7 separate regions of the Mus musculus genome follow, and all the other regions are linked to region 3. The links are chromatin contacts, called in public HiChIP or PLAC-seq, capture Hi-C and promoter capture Hi-C maps. All regions are on one chromosome and are shown on one strand. The core of a region is the stretch at or near the end of the contact, and the rest is flanking DNA. Distances in the headings are between cores, read along the strand shown.

The links. Promoter capture Hi-C pulls out the DNA fragments that hold promoters and counts their contacts. HiChIP or PLAC-seq counts read pairs in DNA pulled down with a chosen protein or histone mark. Capture Hi-C pulls out chosen DNA fragments and counts their contacts.
Region 1: a contact with region 3 is called in a promoter capture Hi-C map of cranial neural crest. The contact joins the promoter of Rhoj here to the promoter of Syne2 in region 3.
Region 2: a capture Hi-C map of embryonic stem cells shows a contact between it and region 3, with 3 times the contacts expected there. The contact joins the promoter of Akap5 here to the promoter of Syne2 in region 3. A contact is called at or near these places in 6 of 39 promoter capture datasets (cranial neural crest, embryonic stem cells, liver and 1 more), 1 of 484 Hi-C or Micro-C datasets (pre-B cells), 5 of 115 datasets of contacts at active chromatin or transcription factors (bone marrow-derived macrophages, embryonic forebrain, large pre-B cells and 2 more) and 1 of 9 other capture datasets (embryonic stem cells).
Region 4: a contact with region 3 is called in an RNA polymerase II HiChIP or PLAC-seq map of embryonic stem cells, with 10 read pairs. The contact joins the enhancer-like site here to the promoter of Syne2 in region 3. A contact is called at or near these places in 1 of 484 Hi-C or Micro-C datasets (embryonic stem cells) and 8 of 115 datasets of contacts at active chromatin or transcription factors (embryonic forebrain, embryonic midbrain, embryonic stem cells and 3 more).
Region 5: a contact with region 3 is called in an H3K4me3 HiChIP or PLAC-seq map of embryonic stem cells, with 6 times the contacts expected there. The contact joins the enhancer-like site here to the promoter of Syne2 in region 3. A contact is called at or near these places in 6 of 39 promoter capture datasets (cranial neural crest, embryonic stem cells, hematopoietic stem and progenitor cells and 3 more), 1 of 484 Hi-C or Micro-C datasets (uterus), 23 of 115 datasets of contacts at active chromatin or transcription factors (astrocytes, craniofacial prominence, embryonic basal ganglia and 13 more) and 3 of 9 other capture datasets (embryonic stem cells, liver and pancreatic islet).
Region 6: a promoter capture Hi-C map of the HPC-7 cell line shows a contact between it and region 3. The contact joins the promoter of Esr2 here to the promoter of Syne2 in region 3. A contact is called at or near these places in 18 of 39 promoter capture datasets (the C10 cell line, the HPC-7 cell line, HPC-7-derived erythroid cells and 11 more), 7 of 484 Hi-C or Micro-C datasets (the 3T3-L1 cell line, bone marrow-derived macrophages, differentiating embryonic stem cells and 4 more), 16 of 115 datasets of contacts at active chromatin or transcription factors (astrocytes, bone marrow-derived macrophages, craniofacial prominence and 8 more) and 3 of 9 other capture datasets (adipose tissue, embryonic stem cells and liver).
Region 7: a contact with region 3 is called in a promoter capture Hi-C map of liver, with 2.6 times the contacts expected there. The contact joins the enhancer-like site here to the promoter of Syne2 in region 3. A contact is called at or near these places in 3 of 39 promoter capture datasets (cranial neural crest, embryonic stem cells and liver), 1 of 484 Hi-C or Micro-C datasets (embryonic stem cells) and 3 of 115 datasets of contacts at active chromatin or transcription factors (bone marrow-derived macrophages, embryonic forebrain and pro-B cells).

What each region holds. Positions count from the first base shown.
Region 1 is chr12:75,306,950-75,309,649 of GRCm38.p6, forward strand. Rhoj (ras homolog family member J) reads left to right here and starts at 1,364. Exons shown (of 5, transcript NM_023275.2): 1 at 1,364-2,052. The coding sequence starts at 1,875.
Region 2 is chr12:76,323,528-76,326,227 of GRCm38.p6, forward strand. It overlaps Akap5 (A kinase (PRKA) anchor protein 5), which reads left to right and starts at 1,364. Exons shown (of 2, transcript NM_001101471.1): 1 at 1,364-1,462.
Region 3 is chr12:75,816,944-75,819,643 of GRCm38.p6, forward strand. Syne2 (spectrin repeat containing, nuclear envelope 2) reads left to right here and starts at 1,375. Exons shown (of 116, transcript NM_001005510.2): 1 at 1,375-1,535. Gm40447 (collagen alpha-1(II) chain-like) reads right to left here and starts at 2,685. Exons shown (of 7, transcript XM_011244246.1): 1 at 2,554-2,685; 2 at 966-2,408. The coding sequence starts at 2,685. The coding sequence ends at 1,140.
Region 4 is chr12:76,213,960-76,216,659 of GRCm38.p6, forward strand. Tex21 (testis expressed gene 21) reads right to left here. Exons shown (of 10, transcript NM_019784.5): 6 at 454-759. Among named protein-coding and RNA genes, the nearest start is that of Tex21, 31 kb to the right of the region's middle. Within about 2 kb of position 1,307, at least 23 of the 459 cell types and tissues checked have an H3K27ac peak or open chromatin away from gene starts, as enhancers often do. A contact at or near this core is called in embryonic stem cells, where this site is marked.
Region 5 is chr12:76,195,402-76,198,101 of GRCm38.p6, forward strand. No RefSeq gene overlaps it. Among named protein-coding and RNA genes, the nearest start is that of Esr2, 19 kb to the left of the region's middle. Within about 2 kb of position 1,405, at least 232 of the 459 cell types and tissues checked have an H3K27ac peak or open chromatin away from gene starts, as enhancers often do. A contact at or near this core is called in craniofacial prominence, embryonic basal ganglia, embryonic limb bud and 8 more, where this site is marked.
Region 6 is chr12:76,175,877-76,178,576 of GRCm38.p6, forward strand. Esr2 (estrogen receptor 2 (beta)) reads right to left here and starts at 1,383. Exons shown (of 10, transcript NM_207707.1): 1 at 1,071-1,383.
Region 7 is chr12:76,281,051-76,283,750 of GRCm38.p6, forward strand. Mthfd1 (methylenetetrahydrofolate dehydrogenase (NADP+ dependent), methenyltetrahydrofolate cyclohydrolase, formyltetrahydrofolate synthase) reads left to right here. Exons shown (of 28, transcript NM_138745.2): 7 at 1,838-1,974. Among named protein-coding and RNA genes, the nearest start is that of Gm40444, 6.4 kb to the left of the region's middle. Within about 2 kb of position 1,396, at least 17 of the 459 cell types and tissues checked have an H3K27ac peak or open chromatin away from gene starts, as enhancers often do. A contact at or near this core is called in liver, where this site is marked.

The DNA.
Region 1 (2,700 bases), core at 114-2,613, 510 kb before region 3:
AGGAGGGGAGGAGAAGGGGAGGAGAAAAAGGAGGAGGAAAGGAAGGAAGGAGGAAAAGAAGAGGGAAGAGGAAAAGGAGGAGGAAGAAGAAGAAAGAAAGAGAGAGAGAGAGAGAGAGAGAAAGAAAGAAAGAAAGAACGAAAGGAAGGAAGGAAGGAAGGAAGGAAGGAAGGAAGGAAGGAAGGAAGGAAGGAAGAAAGAGAAAGTTATTTCGAATTCTGAACTTTGGGGATTATTGTTATGGTAACATAACATCCCTGATACACTCTATACCTAATTGAAATGTTTTTCTTTCATAGGAAAGAAATGTTGGGGCACCAAGCATCATGGCAAGTTTTACTCTATTCAAAACAGAAGAGGTGTGGACTCTGTACCTTGACAGCATGCACATGAGTTGTAGGTACCTAAGTTACTGACAGTCACTAAAGCTGACTTTTCCCCGTCCCGGCCACAGTGAAACCGCTCAAAGCCCTTAGATAATCTGCAATCTTCAAAATCTCATAGGAAAGCAAAGGGTTTTTTTTACTTTAACCCATTCGTCAAAATCATTTGTAGGTTCACGTTGTCCATTATCAAATGGGGCTTCGTTCTCAGGCACCAAACTGGCTGCTATGCGCCTGTGTCATTGAGGAGAGCTGGGCCTACCCAGGGGGAGATGATTCGAAGAAAAGGAGAAGCCTCTATGCATACACAGCATTAGAGACTCTAACCAAGCCAAAAGGCCACACTATGTGCCTCTCTCTCTCACTTCCAAAAGTGTGAGTCCTGAGCTCAGCATATCTGATTGAGCCCAATATCTGATTGATTTCCTCTGTTTAAAAAAAAATCATTGGGGTTGTTTTGGGGAGTCTGAAATGTATATTTGAGCATTGTGCTCAAACACAGACTTGTAAACTTGGTCACTCATAATATACCTACAACCTGCACAACGTTCCCCCCTCTTCAAAATCGTGTGACTCTGGAAGATTTCCTTCCTTGTTGCGGAAAAGAATTGCTTGAGATTCTCGTTTAAGGGAAAAAAAAACTGTCGATTTGAACTGGTGAGTCAGGGAGGGAGGATGACGTCATATGTTAGCCTGCAATCCCTATGAGGTCCTCTCAGCTCCCTCAAGCTCTCAAACTCAGTCCTCTCCCTAGTTTCCGCGGCAGACACTGCTCCCCGGGTTCCATCCTTTCTTCTTTGGCTTCTTCCCAGCCACAAGCCAGCAGCCTGGCTAGCTAGCAGGGGATAAAGCAGGAAGTTTGACAGCTTAAGCTGGCTGCAGGACCCCTAGTGTTTTCCCCTCTCCGTGTCCTGGCCTGGTTCCCCAGAAGTCCAAACACACGCACAGAGCCCCATTGTTGCCGCCTTCCCCGGCCCACTGATCCTAATATGGAATGCAGCAGGAAACCCACGATTTCCTGACACTCGGCAAGCTGGAGGAAGCGAGGGGGGGGAAACTCCGTTTAAAAGCCCTTCTCTCCTCCATATTAGTTGTGTGGTGGAAAACCGGGCAGGAGTTATCCAAATCCCACCGTGTCATTAGCCAGGCTGGGGATGGGGAGGGTAGAGTGAGATTCTCACGGGCTGCTGATATTTCTAGACTGCCAGGAAGTCCCGGGAAGTCTATGGACATGAGAGTTTCTTAACTCCAGCTCTACCCCCAACTCCACTTCTCCGTTGGGATTGGGAGAAAGGGACAGACCCTTTTCATCCCTCCTCCCAAGAGTGCCTTCCTTCTCCAGCATGGTGAGCTGCGGGGCTCGAGTGTGTCTGGGCTGTGCCTGGGAGAGCCCGGCCAGCCAGAGTCAGGCCGCCTGAGCTCCAGCCTGGGGCCGGTGCCACCGCTCCATGCACTGCAGAAGCCCCAGCAGCTGCTGCGGGAGCCGCCAACATGAGCTGCAGAGAGAGGACCGACAGCAGCTGCGGCTGCAATGGACATGAGGAGAACAGGATCCTGAAGTGCGTGGTGGTCGGGGACGGCGCGGTGGGGAAGACCTGCTTGCTGATGAGCTACGCCAACGACGCCTTCCCAGAGGAATACGTGCCCACTGTGTTTGACCACTACGCAGGTAGGAAAGCGTGGGGACCAACTCCGTCTAGATGAGCGGTGGGGTTCTGGGCACAGCTACCTAGCGTTCAGAGGGACCTGGCTTTCGCCAGAAAGTCACAGACTGATGTGGATCTGGCAGGTACCAGGTAACTCCATCAAGAATGGTGCTAGGATCCTGCGGAGACCCTGTACATCCATTCACATGCTTCTCCTATTGAAACAAATGTGCAATCCTGGGGAAATATCCTCCAGAAATGTTTCTCAACATTTTTGCCTAAACTTTCTTCAACTTTTCACGGTAATTATTTTTTTTTGAAGTGTAGTGTATTGCAAAATATTCCATTTTAAAAAAATCACCGCTAGACACATGGAAAGTGTTCTACTCTCTAAACTTTTTCTACTCCATGCTAGTCATGATCAAACGGCTAATAGAACCAGCTAATAAAACCTTCTTTTTTTTTTTTCCTGGATTACTTGGGGCTTAAATTTTGTACTTTCACTCTTCTGGGATGGTAGATAAGGAGAAAAGTGTCCCACGCTTTTAAATACTAAGTGGAAAATTAAGTAAAAGATGGCTATGTTTTTTAAAGTAAAAAATTCAAATGCAATTAAATCGTTTTCAACTATGTCCTGAAAAGACAAATTTGAGTATCTAGTATTTTAAACC
Region 2 (2,700 bases), core at 114-2,613, 510 kb after region 3:
TCTTCCGCGTCCCTGGGGCTTTCGAGCTCTGTGCTAGGAGGAGCCCTGGAGGAGGCTGAGGCCTGCTGGAGTACCACATCCATGCTGACAGGTGAGCACAGAACATGGCCCATGTGACATCTCATATCAGAACCGCGGCTGGATTACTGTTTCCTTTAGGACATCCCTTGGGGTCTGCTTACCTTGTTCCTCTCAAGTGGGGACGGAGATGAGGGTGCTCACTATTCCAGCCCCATTTGGAGCAAAGGGTATTTGCCTGGTGTGCACAGAGCCTGAGGTTTGGACATGGTGAAACAAGCCTGTCAGAGTGTGTGTGTGACTTACAGGGTCTCAGCTTGAAAACATCCCAAAGCCACAGGCCCTGAGCTGGGGAGGCCACACCTTTGTGTGCACAGAGCCATATTTGTGCTGGTTCCCACCTGAGCTGACACCTTCCTGTTCCAGAGTGAGGACTGTACCAGTACCAGGTTGAGGTTCTGTTTAGTGAGTTTATTTCTGTTTCTCACCATATATATATAATTTTCTCCATAGCCAGGTGCAGCTTCTGAGGTGGAGGTGGGTGAATCTCAGTGAGTTCAATACCAGGCTGGTTCACAATGAGTTTCAGGTCGGTCGTACAGAGCTACACAAATAAAATGTCTGCCAGTGGATGGTGGCACAGGCCTTTAATCCCAGTACTCTGGAGGCAGAGACAGGTGGATCCCTGTGAGTTTAAGGCCAGCCTGGTCTACAGAGTGAGTCCCAGGACAAGCAAGGCTACACAGACAAACCCTGTCTCGACAAAATAAATAAAATAAAATCCTCCCCCGGCCCCTTATTGTCTCTGTACTGTTATGAATCTTGCTTTTTAATTTTGTTTTTGCAAAAGATCCAGCTAGGGCTGGTTACAGGTGGTTGTGAGCCGCCTAATGTGGGTGTATGGGGATCGATCTTAAACCCCCTGGAAGAGAAATACGTGCTGTTCACCGCTGAGCCATCTTTCCCATCAATCTTTATCTGTAGATATGCTTTCTACCTTGTCTTTAATGTTCCAGGGGGGATTCACGGTGGGAGCCTTATAAATTCAAACAAGGTTTTTACGGATGTGCGTCTCAGGAAATGAGGGGTTTCTACCCTCTTGCAGTCCTCCTGCTTTGCTTTAGTGGTCCCTCCACCCTGGTCCTGATGTCTTTATGCAGCGGTGATGCGTCCGGGGCGGGAGCACGGAGGTCTCTCCCAGGCCGCTGGGCAGTCGGCTGGCAGGTGGCTGGCTGAGTTCACCCCGCCCCCGGCCCTAGCCCCGCCCCACTGCTCCACGCGCATTGGCGCGACCAGCTGTCTCTCTCCGCGCTGGGGAGGGGGCGCGCGGCTGCGGTCCCTCTGCAGAGGGCTGCGCGCTCCGCGGTCTCCGGGGCTCTCCGTTGTTTGGGCCCGTGCTCCTCGACCTCGGGAGCAGAGCTGGCCAGAGACCGCGACGATCTGGGTAAGTAGAGGCAAGACTAGAGGCTCTGGGTCAGAATCTGGTGCACTGAGCCCTGGTAACGGCGGCAGACCCCGGGTCCTGGTCACCAGATTGTGAGGGACACGACTGCAAGGTCGCCGATCCTCAGACGGCTCCAGGTGGGTGACCCTGGGCTGTTCTGCCGCCCGCTCGCTTCGCACGAGTTGCAGCTGCTGCTTTGGCACCGGCTGCCTACCTAACCCTTTTCCTTTAGGGGTTTTCTGGGGAACTGTGATTTTCGGCTCCGGGCTATGATAGTTCTGCAGATAGCTTGAAGCTGGGCTATCTATTCCACGCCCCCGGTATTTTCCTTTCTGAGCACTTTATCCTGAGCTCTGTCTCCTGCCATAGGGGCGTCAAGCTTGGAGAATCCTTCCTCCAGGAGGAAGCTTCGCGGTTCGTGTCTAGTGCTGGGAAGGGTTCCTTGCTCTGTTCAGATAGTGGTTGCTCTCTGTTGCTCAAGGGGAGAAGGGTGGTGGTTGTTTTCTGTGGTCTTGGACAGGAGATTCTGCCAGGAAAGGACAGCAGGGACTTTAAGGTTTCCAAGACAATAATGGTCCTCTCGAAGGTAAAGGTGAATCATTTGCAGTCTTAACACTCTGCAAAGTTTTAATGCCTGCAGGCTGCATCCTTTCCCTGCCTCGCCTACACTTGTTGGGGTGTTGATCTCTACAGTGATGTACATTAAAAGAAACCTCTCGTGCAACCATCTAGGCCATTTAGGTTAGTTTCAGAGACTTTCCGGAATATAATCTCATTTGAATATTTCTTCTATTAATACACACACTTAGAAGGAATGATCTCTAGAGCGCTGGAGGCTCAGGGAAAGAAGACGTGGAAGCCATTAAGACTGGGTTCTAGTTCTAGTGCTAGGGTGTGTGAGGAGAGACTGCAAATGTTATACTGGTCCCATCATTCTAGAATTTTATGTTTCTTTGTAGAAAGATGAAGCTTTCAATACTTACCCTTAAAAAAACAAAAGAAAAGCCTTAGCTCTTAAAACGGTTTTTCAGGGTTCCAGTTCTACAGAGAATTGGGAACTGGTACCCAAGTGAAAGCTCTGTGAAGAATATGCATGAAAGGCTCCCCTGCGCCTAACTCAGGGCTCAGCACCTAAAATGCACGGAGCTGTTGTTAGCTAGTCATTCCAGGTCCTCATTCCTTAAGCCTTGCCATTCTGTGGACTATTACTTTTTTTGGTGGCACTGGGGCTCAAACCC
Region 3 (2,700 bases), core at 125-2,624:
ATATAATATGTGATAAATAATATAATTCTATATATTTATTTTGAAATATATATATTTGAAAAAATATTTTTTGAGAAAGTCTTTTGTACCCCATCGTGGTCTCAGACTTGCTATGTGGCTGAGGCAAGCCTTGATTTCCCAATCCTCCTGTCCCCACCTCCTGAGTGTTGGATTACAAGTGGGCACCATCACTTCATGTTTATATGAAGTGCTGAGGATCAAAGCTAGGCAAGCAGGCTACCCACTGAACCACACCTCGAGCTCCGCCCACCAAGCCATTACGGGATGCATAGCAAATAGTCTAAGAACTTGGAAGGTCAGAGTGAACCTAGAATACAAGAAATGCCATGCAGATATAGTACGGCGAAAAAAGACAATAAAGCATGTATTTTCACAGTTTACTTGTGTCACCTCAATACTCGCAGAGAGGAGAGTGTGGATAGAATTAAAACCTACGTTTCCCGGAAACATGGATTAGCTGAACCCACTGTCGTCAAACTTTTAATCTTCGACCCTTACCATTTAATTTGGGCCATCAGTAGCGCACTAAGCAATCCAGATAAGATTCTGCAGCTACACAATATGCATGAGGCGGGACTTGCATGAAGTTAAATTTGATTGCGATAGAAACTCAGGCCACTGCCTCTTTGTGATTTAACAGTGAAGTGATGCGTTGGTGTCTGACTTCAAGAGTCTTAATACTATAACAGCGACTCGAAACGCGAGTGGGAGTCAGGTGATGTCATCCTGAGTTCACAGGATTGAGTAATTTGCTGGAAAATCCAACTGACACCTACAGGACAGATTCCCAGGGACCCACTTTCTCCTGAATGTCGTTGTTTGAGGCGGCTCTCCTCAGCCCATCCTGCAGGCTGGCACGCGCGGGGCGGGGGGGGGGGGGACAGGGAAATAGGGTGGGGGGTGTCACTTATCTGCATTGTTAAATAAGCACCTCCTTATCTTACCTCCGTAGGTGAGGTCGAGGTCTGGGCTTCCTGACACTCTTAAGAAGCCGATGAAAAGTCCATGTTTCTCTAAGGCTCCACCTGGGTTCAAGGACCGGATCGCGGTCGGCTCGCTGATTTGTAGATCTAGGCATCCACCCACCGTGAAGAAGTGAAACCCGCCTGAAAAGTGTTCTAGGAGAGTCGGCCTCCCCTTTGTCTCCAGCTGCGGGTAGGCACGGAGGCGGAGGCTCGTGAACCTGCGTTCGGAGTTAGTTCCTCACTCCCGCCACCTGCAAGGGTCTGTAAGGCGGAGGGAAAGTTGCGGTGGCCGCAGGGAGGCGGCTCCGCCCCCAGTGCGCTGCTCCGGGCGGCGGCGAGCGCGGGACTGGGCGGGCCGGGAGGGCGCGGGGCGTGGTCTGTAGCCTCCAGTCCAGAGCGGAGCGCGCTCGGCTGCGCCGCAAGCCTTCGGCCGCACGGAAGAGCGAGCGGGAGAGCGATCGAGGGGCGCCATCGAGGCAGCGAGGCGAGGGGGGCGCGGAGTAGGTCGGGTCGAACTCCGGCCCTCGCCTCCCGGCCGGGCAGACAACGGTGAGCGCAGCCGCGGGGGGCTCCGCGCCCTAAAGCGCCCTGCGAGAGCGGGAGGGCGGGGAAGAGGCGGGCACGAGCCCTGCGGAGTCCCCAGAGCCCAGCGGGGAGCCCGGGGGGCCCACGGGAGTCTCTGGATGCCCGGCTCCCAGCTGGGCCGTGGGAAACTTCACCCGGGAGGGGACAGCGGGGCGCGCGGGGCGCTGTAAACTTAGCGGCGGGCGGGGCACCCTGGGGATCGCGGCGAGCGCCAGCGATTGGCGTTGGTGTCCCGGGCTTCTTTGTGTCACCTCCGGGCCCGGCCCGCGGGTGCACCCAGCTCGGCCCCGGGACTCCCCACTGTCCCCCTATCCCGGTCCAGGCGGGCGCGCTCGGCTGATTGTTTGCATTCCTCGCGTCACGCCTGGGCGGGAAAGATTTCGAACCGGGTGTTAGAACACTGAAGCCGCGGCGCAGAGATTGCAAAACCACGGGCGGCGGGAGGCTAGCCCCGGGGACCGGAGAACCTGCAGCCGGGGCGCACACTGTGGACAGGACGCGGGACCCTTGCGTTGGAAGAGAAGAGGCGGGCGCGGCGGCCCTGAGTCTCGGCGGGCGGAGAGGGGGCGCTGGGACCGCGGGGATTATAATTCCATTTTGATCGCTTGCGGTCTTTGTTGTCTGTACAATTGCCTTTAGGGTCTGACGGTAGCACCTGGTCCTCCTTACGGTCTCTCTCTTGAGGTCTGAAAAGATGCCCAGTGTGGGAGGGGGCCCGTGGATTGCATCCAGGGCTGCTGGCCACAGGAGCCGCTGCCTGAGATGGAGGTGGAGAAGTCCAGTGTAACACTTGCCTTTGTGGACGCGCCTTATTTCCGAAAGTTGTTTTCCCCTCCCCTAGTGGAAGGGAGCGTCGGGACGGAGTGGCAGCAGGCGCGGTTGTGCACAGGCACCATGTAGTAGCTCGAGGCAAACCGGGGAGGCTCTCAGTAACCGTGGGACTTAACAAATGTTTGAAAAGTTTTATTTGAAGCAACTCCACCTGCTTCCCTAAAAGTTTCCATCCCCCAAAGCTCTTGCTGGAGGTAATTCTGTGGCTGAGCTCGAATGTTCGGGTGGGGGCACAGTTAAGCAGACCTGGCCTCCTCGCAGCTCCCGTTCCAGTAAACGCCATCATGGGAGAAGGAGC
Region 4 (2,700 bases), core at 57-2,556, 400 kb after region 3:
TCTCTCATATGAAAAGCTCGTGTACATCTGCAAATCAGGTACTAGAGGCAGGCAGATCCCTAGACCCCACTGGTCAGGAACAAGCCCAGGTCCGCCTCTGACCCCCACATGCACTGGTACACATATGTATGCATATGCACATGTTTAGGTGCACTCCCACAAGCACATACATTTTTTAAAAAAATATTCAGCCAGACAATAGTGGTGTGTGTCCTCAATACCAGCAGAAGGAGCTCTGTGAGTCTGAGGCCAGCCTGGTCCACAGAGCAAGTTGCAGGACAGCCAGGGCTACCTAGAGAAACCCTGTCTTGAAAAAAAAAAAAAAAAAAAAACCAAAAAAACAGAGAGAGACAGACAGAGACAGAGAGGAAGAGAAGAAAAAAGAAAGGAACAAAAAAGGAAAAAGAAAAAGAGAATTAAATTGGAAAGGATAATTTTTCGGAGCACACTCACGCATTTCCACGACTGTTCATTTGCACCCATTTCCTGGATCCTCTCTTTCACCGCTTCCTCTGTGGCTAGTATAGGGCCGATGCTGTCACTCAGGAGAGTGGCCAACTGACCGAGGAAATCCTGGTGATGGGATTGCTCAGGTGTGGTTTCCCAGCCGCAGGAAAACGGAGCTCTGTCCAACTCAGACGTTAGCTTTTCTTGGTGGATCAAATCTTGCTGACATTTATCACCAGTAGTTTGCCCATCAATTGGTCCCTCAGAGTAAACAACACTGCCTCTCTTCAAATTGTAGACTTCATCATTGTCCTGAATGTACCAACACAAGGATTAAACTTCCCGCTTGAAACAATATGGAAAGATCTATGTCACTTCTTATGAACTGTGAACTCAGTATGAACTCACCACCTCAGGAGAAAGGGTCCTAACTTGAAACATTAGCATCTCATAAGAAACAAGGGCACTGACTTAAAACGGCAAGAAGGAGGAACCAAAACAGCCCTCGTGAGAGCAAACGCTACAGAACACTCAAGGAATTTTAAAAGTTATCATTGTATTTTATTATGTCTAATTATCTTTGTTATTGTCGTGAGGGAGGCGGCCTGTGCCACTGTAAACATATGGAGATCAGAGACAACCTGCAGGAATCTCTTCTCTCCTTTTATCAATCAGACTTCCACAAAATGTGCCTTTACCTGCTGAGCCTGCACACTGGCTCTTTGTGTGTGTGTGTGTGTGTGTTTTGATTTGGGTTTGGTTTTGGTTTTGTTTTTTAGCCGGGGTGGAGGGGAGTAAGGAGGGGTGAGAGAGGTGTTTGGTTTAGGTCCAATCAGAGGACTGAAGCACATATTTTACATATCAAAGCAGACCTGGACTCCAGGTTCTCCCAGCATCCCTCAGTCCCTATTTGGCATACCCTGCCCCCAATCTTGACTTTCCGGTCCAGGGGCTGGGCTACCCTTCCCCCAGAGACTCCTCTTCTCTCTCTGCGTGTATCCCCTTTTTTTCTCTCTCTCTCCCTCCCCACCCTTTTCCCCATGGTGACTTCCCTGGCCTGTGAACTCGGCTGCCTAAGAGCAGCTTCCCGATGAACCTGGCTTTAATCTAATCTAACTGGGCTTGAACTGGCTTATTTCACTGGTGGTGTTGAAATAATCTATCAAGAGGGTCTTGCTGTATAGTCCAAGCTAGAAATTCTTCCCTAGGGCTGGAATTACAGCCATATGCCACCATGCCCAGCTGGAAATGATTATTTTGTAATTCCTAATGAAATAACTGATTTGGGCAAGGATCATCAGTGAATATTGAAGCCATTAGGTAAAGAGCTGTCAAGGAAACATGTTTTCATGAAGACTTATACTCATGTAGGGCTGAAACTGTAGCTCAGTGGTAGTGTGGGTGCTTACCTAACCTTCTAGAGGCCCTAAATTCAACCCCTAATACTACAAGAAAGAAAGAATCAATGCTTAACAAATGTAACAACCTCAATAATATAAGCGAAAGAAGTCACATCTCTTCCTCTTGGCCTATTTCTGTTGCAAAGAGTCCAGCCCCAATGCCCAGATAATGGTTTTGGAATGTCTCTTAGGAGATAGAACAGGATAAGGTCACCAAGCCCGAAATCCCCCTAATGTGCTTTAAATTGAGCCTGTGAGCTCACTTGAGGGTCTCTCTATCTTGCTAATGGGAGACCCCAACATGCTGGACTTCTGCAGAATAAAACACCCTTTGTGTTTACACACTATTTGAGACTGGGGTATGTTTATGCAGATGTGCATGGCTGTGTGTGTGTGTGTGTGTGTGCCAGAAGGTGACAGGTGTGCTTCGCTAACACTCTCTGCTTTACTCCTTTGAGAAAGGATATACACTGAATCTGGGAGCCAGAAAACCACCAGACTTAGCCTTTTCTGTGCTGGGGATCTAGGCATGCCTGACCATGCCTGCTTGTTACACGGAAGTTAGGATCCCCACACTGGTCTCCTGCTTACACGGCAAGCTTTCTTAACTGCTGGACCATCTCTTTAGCCCTTGGGGATTTGTTGTTGTTGTTGTTGTTGTTGTTGTTTTTCCAAATAGGATCTCCCACATTAACTGAGCCACACAGGTCCTGGTTTTACATAGTAACTTGTGATAATCTGAGGAGCTCACAATAAACTTTCACAGCTCCACTGCTAATGGTCTGCCTTCTCCCCAGTGCACTTCCTTCTGGAAGATCCACAGAGCTAGACATCAATGGCCAGAGCTGATGAC
Region 5 (2,700 bases), core at 155-2,654, 380 kb after region 3:
CACCCACACAGTAGCTCACAACGTTACCTATCACTCCAGTCCCAAGGGATCCAATACTCTCTTCTGATTTCCTTTGGCATTGCATGCACCTCATGCAAATGCATACACGCAGGCACCCACATATACACATAGAGTAAATAAATGACTTAAGATAAACACACGCACAGCTGGTGAGGTAGAGGTACACGGATCTCTGTGAGTTAGAGGCCAGTTGGTCTACATAGCCAATTCCCAGGCCATCCTAGGCTACATACTAGATGGCTCAGAGGTTGTGAGCACTGGCTGCTCCTGCAGAAGACAAGGGTTCAGTTCCCAGCACCCACATAGCAGTTCCCAGCTGCTTGTAAGTCCAGGTCCAGGGGACTCAACACTTTCTGGCCTCCACAGGCACCAGGCACACAACACGGAACACTCACAAATATATAGACACTCACATATACACGTAAAATAAAAATAAGAATTTTTTAAAAGTAATAAGCTGCGCATGGTGGCACAGCCTGTAATGCCAGCCCTTGGAAGGAAAACAATCTCTGTGAGTTTAAAGCCAGCTTGCAGAGCTGAGTACACGTACAGCTTAGGGGAACCTTGCACACGGAGCACATGCAGAGTTGTAGCCAGCACTGCAAGGTTCTGGAAAACTTCCCAGCATTTAGAGTCAGACCCCAGTCTGGCTGATCTGAGAGAAAATGCGAAGCCGCCAGGAGCCAAGACAGGGAAATCACCTGCCTGCTGCGACAGAGACCAACAGGCACGCAACTCTGCCCCGCCCAACACCCCGCCCGGGCAGCGCCCTGACACCACCCCCACACCCTGATTGGCTGGAATCCAGGCACGTTTTGTTGCCAGGTCTTCGATGGACACAAGAGCAGTCCGCCTGCGCAGGCTCAAGTCGGGTAAAACTGGCTTTGCCGCACTGTTGGGATCTTCAGGACCTCAAGTTTTGTAGCAACCCGAAAGCAAATTCTGAGCAGGAAGGTGGCCTTAGCCTAGATGGCCATTTGAGTTTTCTGACCCGCAGGCAAGGACATTGGGTAGGGTCCCTCCATGTGGAAGGGAACACTTAGAGTTGAAGGCCAGCGGACAGTGAAGGAGGAGAATTTTGGGAAACCCCTGGCTGTAAAACCTAACGACTCCTACGATGACCGCCAAAGAACAGAAGCAGAATACAATGTCTCAGGGCTGTGCCTTCTAGCTCAGGTGCTTCTGGTACCACAAGATCCTGTAATTACAGAAAGTGTTTTGTCAGAGTAATTGAAGCTGCCCACAACCCCATCATTAGAACTCAGAGATCCAAGTCACATTTATTATCTTGAGATAATGTTAAGATTCTAAGCAGCTCCAGCCTTGAAGCAAGCTGTTCGTTCAGCAATGATCCAGAGCTTTTTGTACCTCTGTCTCCCTCTGCTGTTTGATTCGGGACACTGCAGTCCTCTGTGATTCTTTTATTCGCGAGGAAGGGCTGACTGTGGAAAGACCTAAGGCTTCTGTGCTTTGGAGCCAGCTTTCTGTCTTTTGTTTGGGTTGTAGCTGGCAGCATGTGTACTGATCTCAGGCAGCCTGCAGCGCAAGCAGTCAGGAGACCTGGTCTGGCTGTCCTGTGTCCTGTGTAGACAAGGAGGATGTGGGGAAGCGAACACAGAAAGGCTCCTTTGGGCATAGATACCCACATCAGCTCACTGTCTCTGCAAAACAAAACAAAACAAAACAAAACAAAACAAAACAAAACAAAACAAAACAAAAACAAAAAACAAAAAAACTACCGTACAGGCAGTTGCACTCCAGGGTCCCCTGTCCATCTCTAGGCTGAGTGAATCCGACCCTGGCGCTGCCCAAGTCCCAGCTCTGGGCTGGGGTGCTGCCCCTGGCTGTAGCTGTCTGCCTGGGGCTTGAGGACGGAGCCTCTCTGGAGCTCTCTGTAGTCGCCTCATACAGAGTCAACAATCCACACACTGCTGCAGCCTTAGATGGATGCCCCAGCCATTTATTCGGGGGTGGGGGTCGGGGCAATGGACTTTTCTCTCAGGTTAGTCAGTAAATGCTGCATAAGACGATATGCAGTGAGCTTTCATAATTACACTAAAGAAAGATATAGGCTTGGGACAACTTTGTGTTCAAGGAAACCTTCAGTTCCAAGGATGAAGCCACAGGTGTGCACACGATAAGGCAAGCCCATGTAAAACCTGTTGTTGGAACTTAGAATGAGCTTAGAGAAGGAAACACTGCTTTGAACTTGTTCTTCATACCTTTCTGAAACTCCCTTTTTATGGAACATTTTATCTATAAAGTAATTCTTTCTTACATAGAGAACTTTTTGTCTAAAACGCTATAAAAAGGCTGATAGCAATAAAGAAAGGTGGTGTAGCTGTTTTCCACTTCACCCAAAGTGTGTGTGTGTGTGTGTGTGTGTGTGTGTGTGTGTTCTCTGTGTGAGTGACTTCTTTCCCTTTTCTCTTTTCTTTCCTTTCCTTTCCTTTCCTTTCCTTTCCTTTCCTTTCCTTTCCTTTCCTTTTTTCTTTTTTCTTTTCTTTTCTTTCTGGTTCAAAAAGTGTTAACGAGCTCTGAGCCTCTCAGAGGCTTCTAGCTGACTTGCCCGAGAAAGGAGCAGCAGCAAGAAATCCTTTTTGTAATTTCCCGGTGTTTATTTAAGCATTAAGAGTCAAGTTTGTTTGTTTGTTTGTTTTGGGGTTTTTTTTTTGGTTT
Region 6 (2,700 bases), core at 133-2,632, 360 kb after region 3:
AACCCTGACTGATAAAACCTCATCTTTTACTTCATATAGAATGCTGTAGAGAAATGGTCTCAGCCTTCCTAGTGGGGCAATTTCTTTAATACAGACCCTTGTGTTATGCTAACCTCCAACCATAAAATTGTTTTCATTGCTACTTTATAACTGTAATTTTGCTGTTGTTATGAATCATAATGTAAATGTTTTTGGAGATCGAGGGGAGGGGGGGGTGTCTCAAAGGGGTCGCGACCCACTGGTTGAGAACCCTTACAATCAGACTTGCTCTGGTAAGAAAATGAAGCTACTGATTACACTCTTCTTGTTGTCACTATATATCCTCTTTCTAATCTTTCCTTTCACTCTTTAAATAACATTTACACGGAGAGAGGAAATATCCACCATGAGCCGGATCATTATAGTAACAATGAAATTTCAAGTGATGCTTACAAAAACACTTGAAATAGAACAAGACATAAACATCTTTCCTCGAGGGTACTATGTGCCAAACACAAACCTGCCTTCTAAATCCTAAGTTAAATTGTCACGCTTGCTTTCTGAATAGCGCTCAAATTCATAGTTTTGTTTTATACACACACACACAGACACACACACACACACATACCAATATTCACTCTTTCCACTATGAAACTGTCACCACAGGTAATCAGGAAGAAGCAACAGTTAGATTCCTCTTCAGCATATAAGAGAAATCAGATTTAATCTTTCTCAGACTATCCAGGAAAGAAGTTAAACTCTATTTCTGACACGACTAAGGATTGCCAGTCGACAAGCCATGATCACCTGCCTAAGATAGGCATATCTTCCCTGGTCCACCACACTCAAGCAAGAAGCGTCATCATCGTATCCACTGCTAGGAAAACCACAGGAATTTTCTTCCTTTAAAATGAAATTATATTTATATAACTAAACCAAAAGTCAGTAAAAATTTCTGTTTCCGGTAGTGTTCAGAACAGTTGCATACATGCCCGTGCCCCAACCCTCCCCCCCCCTTTTTTTTTTGTTCTATACTCTGCCGGCTTCCCACAAAGTCAATTAAGCCTCACTATGAGCAAAGGGACACTTACCTAGCGGGTGGACATTCTCTCTTTTGCATTCTCTAAATGCAGACACGTACTTTCCTCGGTCCCTGAGCGGGACTCGCAGCCACTGGTTGTCGCTCAGCCTGCGGCGGCTGCCAGACTCTACTGCAGACCCGGATGCCAAGGGATGCCAGTGGCCGCACAAGCCGCTCCCTCCAGGCCAGCTCCCCACCTCCTCTACTCCCAGGAAGTTTCAAGAGGTGGTTGATGCTAGAAGCCTGGGAGAAGGCAGGGACCCGAGAGTGCCTTTCAAAAGGGCCAGCAGCTGGAGAAGCTGCAAAGACTGCCCACGACTAACGAACGAACGTTAGTGCGTCTTTCTTTTAAAGACCTGGAAAGAGTGTGGGAGGGTAGCTGAGAAGCCCACGTGACCACAAACCGGGAGCCAGAGATCTCAGGCACTCCCGCGCCGTGCAACCAGATCCACTGGATGTGGACCTCCAGCCACTTCACAGTCATCCTCTAGGGACACCCCGCTTCCAATAGACTGACGATGAAGGATCGAGATGGGGGCCCGGGAATGGGAATTTCTGACCAGATCCCCAGGGATTCTGGACTTAACCGCGTGCGTCCAGGGACCACACTTAATCCTGTTTCCATACTTTGACCTACGTGCGTGTCATTAAATGCTTAAGTTTGACAACTCTCCTTGAGAAGCATGGGCCAGGCCCCGGTTTCGGGTAATAGCACCGAAATTAGCAGTAATAACGAAGTAATGAAGGCAGATTCCTTTGCAGGGAGTGTTAGCTTGTGCTCCAGAAAGGCAAGGCAATGGGGCTGGAGGTGAAGGTTTGAACGCTCATCTATCAGCGGCTGGCGATGGAAGCCGGGAGAGAAAACGAGTTGTTTTTTGTTTTGTTTTGTTTTGTTTCGTTAAAAAAAAAAAAGAAAAGAAAAAGAAAAAGAAAAAGAAAAAGAAAAAGAAAAAGAAAAAGAAAAAGAAAAAGAAAAAGAAAAAAAGGCAATGGGTTAGGTCCAAGATCCCGCGAGCCTCCTGGAATTCACCTGGAGAAAATCTGCCTGCGCTTTTACAGGGGCGGAGAGGGTCTCTGGCGCCCCCTGATGGTAGATCTGATCCTCCCAGCTCAATCGCTTAGCCTGGAAGTGACCCTTCTACACAAAGGCTGAAACCATACCTTATAGTCTTTGAGGAAACAACTGGCTTTAAGGCAGCCTTTGGTGGCAAAAGTTAAAAGGAAAACAAATGACCTGTAGGCCAACCTGGTGTCACTGGTGTACCTAATTAATCGTCAAGCCATCCGCACACATCACGGGGATGTTTGTGAAGGATTTTAAAGATCTACTTTTTATCTTTTAAATTATGCACACATGGGTATGTACACAGGCGTGCAGATGTCTACGGAGACTATAGGTGCGGGATTCCCTCCTGCGTATGGGTGCTGGGAACAGAATTAGGCTTCTGTACAAGAGCAGCAAGCTATCTTAACAGCTGAGATGTCCCTTCAGACCCAGAATGTGATTCTTGGTGGACGGTACTCTAATAGAAGAAAACCGGGGGGGGGGGGGGGGGCGGGGGGGATTTGGAGGGAAACTTATACAATGTCAGCCTCAACATTTTGGGTGTAACCAAAACGCCTTCGGGGACCTTTCTGAG
Region 7 (2,700 bases), core at 146-2,645, 460 kb after region 3:
AAAGCAAAAAGAAGCAAACAAACAGACCAGAGAGAGTTGTTTCCTAAGAGATAGCAGAACCAAGATTTGAACCCAGGGTTGTGTATATTCAAAGCAATTTATTTTGGGGGTGGGACTCCTAAATGCCAATGAGAATTCTGCCAGTACAAAGTGAGTAATGTTGTGGGTTCCTGCCCCTGGAACCAGCCCCAAGTCAACTGTGGTTCCAACACTAGACAGATGGCTGGAGTGGATCTTGTGAACATTCACCCCACATTACTTCAGTACATAGCTAGTACCTTTGTATTTTAGTTTCCTTATAAATACTTTTAGCAGAGTTTATTTTTTGCACAGAAACGAGTCCTGTTAGAAAGAAGCAGGTCAGAAGTTTCAAGGGAGGCATTTGGCCAGAGTTAGTAATGAAAGTTGTCTGTGGTTGGCCAGCAAAGGCCAAGCCAGAAGCCTTGACCCAGCTGTGATAGTTCAGAACTACAATTTATATTCTTCAGTGTGTTTAGCCAATATTTATTACAGCTTTATAGGAAAGAGTCCCATGAGCTATTACACCCGTGACTTCCTGGTGTCCCACAAGCTACTGTTGCCTTAAGGTAGCTTCAAATCTTTGCTGAGTCTTAATTAGTAAAGTTGTCATTGGTCAATTGATTGGGTGATTTGCAGTGCTGAGAATGAAAGCCAGGGGCTCCAGCATGCTTGTCAGTTGTTCTGTAGTTGACCTATCCATTCAACCCAGCAATGGACTTGTCAATTCGTTCAAACTTCAAGGACTTCAATTCTAGTGTAGTCATGGTGTTAGCATTCTCTAAGTGCTGGTCTTCTGATGAAGTTGGTTCTTTTTCAAAGTGTGGTTTAAATCCCAAGCAAGGGTTCATAGCTTTTCAGCCTTGCCAGGGTAGAGTGGCCAGGCAGAGTATTTCGGAGCACTCTGCTCCTTTCTGTCTGGGCGGCCCATTTCAGGCCCCTCCTGGTAACGGGGTAACCCTGTGCAGCTTTCTCCCTGTTCTCTTCTCATGTTAGACAGACGGTCATAGCTGCATCTCACAGGCCAGAGGGCGAGGGAGAGACTTGTCACCTCTGTAGGATTCAGGTTTCAGTTCTAAAAAGCACCTCAAGGCCTGCCTGTGCTCTAGAGAGGATGTTCAGGGCAATCCAGGCCAGCTAGTGTCTCAAAAGAAGCACAAGCCTGGGGCAGTTCCATGGAAGAGCCCAGGCATAGCGTGTGTGAGTGAGGCCTTGAGTTTGGTCTTCAGCACTGGGGTGGGGGGATGTTGGCAAAGTGCCAGGAGTGCAGGTGCTGAGTCAGCGAAAGGCTTTCCAGCCACTTGCAGTTCCTATTATCTCTCCCCGGGAGATAACCCTGTGTTCAGGCCCTAAGCCAGACAGAACTTTGGATGAGAAACTGTATGAATAAACTCACTGAATCTGGGGAGTCGTACTGATACTAATCTGATTCTCTCCTTTGCCCTGACCCTGTTCCAGATGCCGTAGTTTTCATGACTGTTTTGCCCGCGTAGTTTAGTCTGATAGCTACTTCCATATGGCTGTTAGCTGTGTGTTGAGGTTTCTTTTTTGAGTGTAGGATTTCTTCCCACTCCCTCATGACTCAATGAACAGATCTTGGCCTAAGCGGAACCCCAAGCCCTACTGTAGGAAGGACAGTGGGCAGGTCCCAGGCTGAAGCTGGAGCTGAGGCTGTGCTTGGCGTAGGAGCGTTCTTAGGAAGATTTCTGTCGGATGCAGACGATCTGCTTCTGTGCACTTTTGCTGTTTTCCATCTGGGTGGTGTGTGAACGAGGGCAGCTGCTTCTCCATCTCTAATGTGTGCTGGCTTCTCTTCCAGGGGTGCAGATTGCCGGAAGGCACGCGGTGGTGGTTGGTCGAAGTAAGATAGTTGGTGCACCCATGCATGACCTCCTTCTGTGGAACAATGCCACGGTGACCACCTGCCACTCCAAGACTGCCAATCTGGACAAGGAGGTAGGCAATCCAGGGTAGCGTAGACGTCCAGCCTGTGTGCACGCGTGGGGACATTAGCTCTCTAACCCCAGTAACTGTGCTGTGCTTCATGTCTCATTGTCCAAGAGGAAGGGACAAATTCAAATCACAAGCTTGCCAGCATTGATCCAGATCTTTCTGACATTCTGACCATGCACTTTCTACACCAGCATGCCCTGTGACAGACAGGGTTTAGCAGTGGAATTATGCCATTTACAGGTCTCCCGGGCAGGTTGTTGGCCTTGGATGGAGGTACTCCAGACGAGGTTGAACAGTGGGCATCTCTCGCTGTCCTTTGTTTTATTATTGTTAGACTGGGGTTGAACTCCTTAGAATAGGCAGAATTTTACCACTGAGCTACATTCTTAGCTTCAGCAGCTTATTCTTGATCCTTACGTTGGATCCCTGAGTCCAAAATGTCACATGGCTGTGTCCTGCGGGCAGAGAACAAGATGGAGGCCTGGTACCCCCTCTTTAATATTCTCAAACTGTCCTGGGTTGATGGTGGGAGCAAGTGCCTTCCATAAACGAGGGTTCCATCACTAGGAATGTTGTCCTAAGTTTGGCTCCAAATCTGTGCTCTCTTCACCCTCACTGGTTCTCATTGCCTTTCCTGTTAGGGAAAATACCTAGAGAAGGGGGCTTCTGGCATGTGTAGGATTGAGTATGGCATGGGATTGGGCCAGCAGAAACTCTGGTTTGCATTTG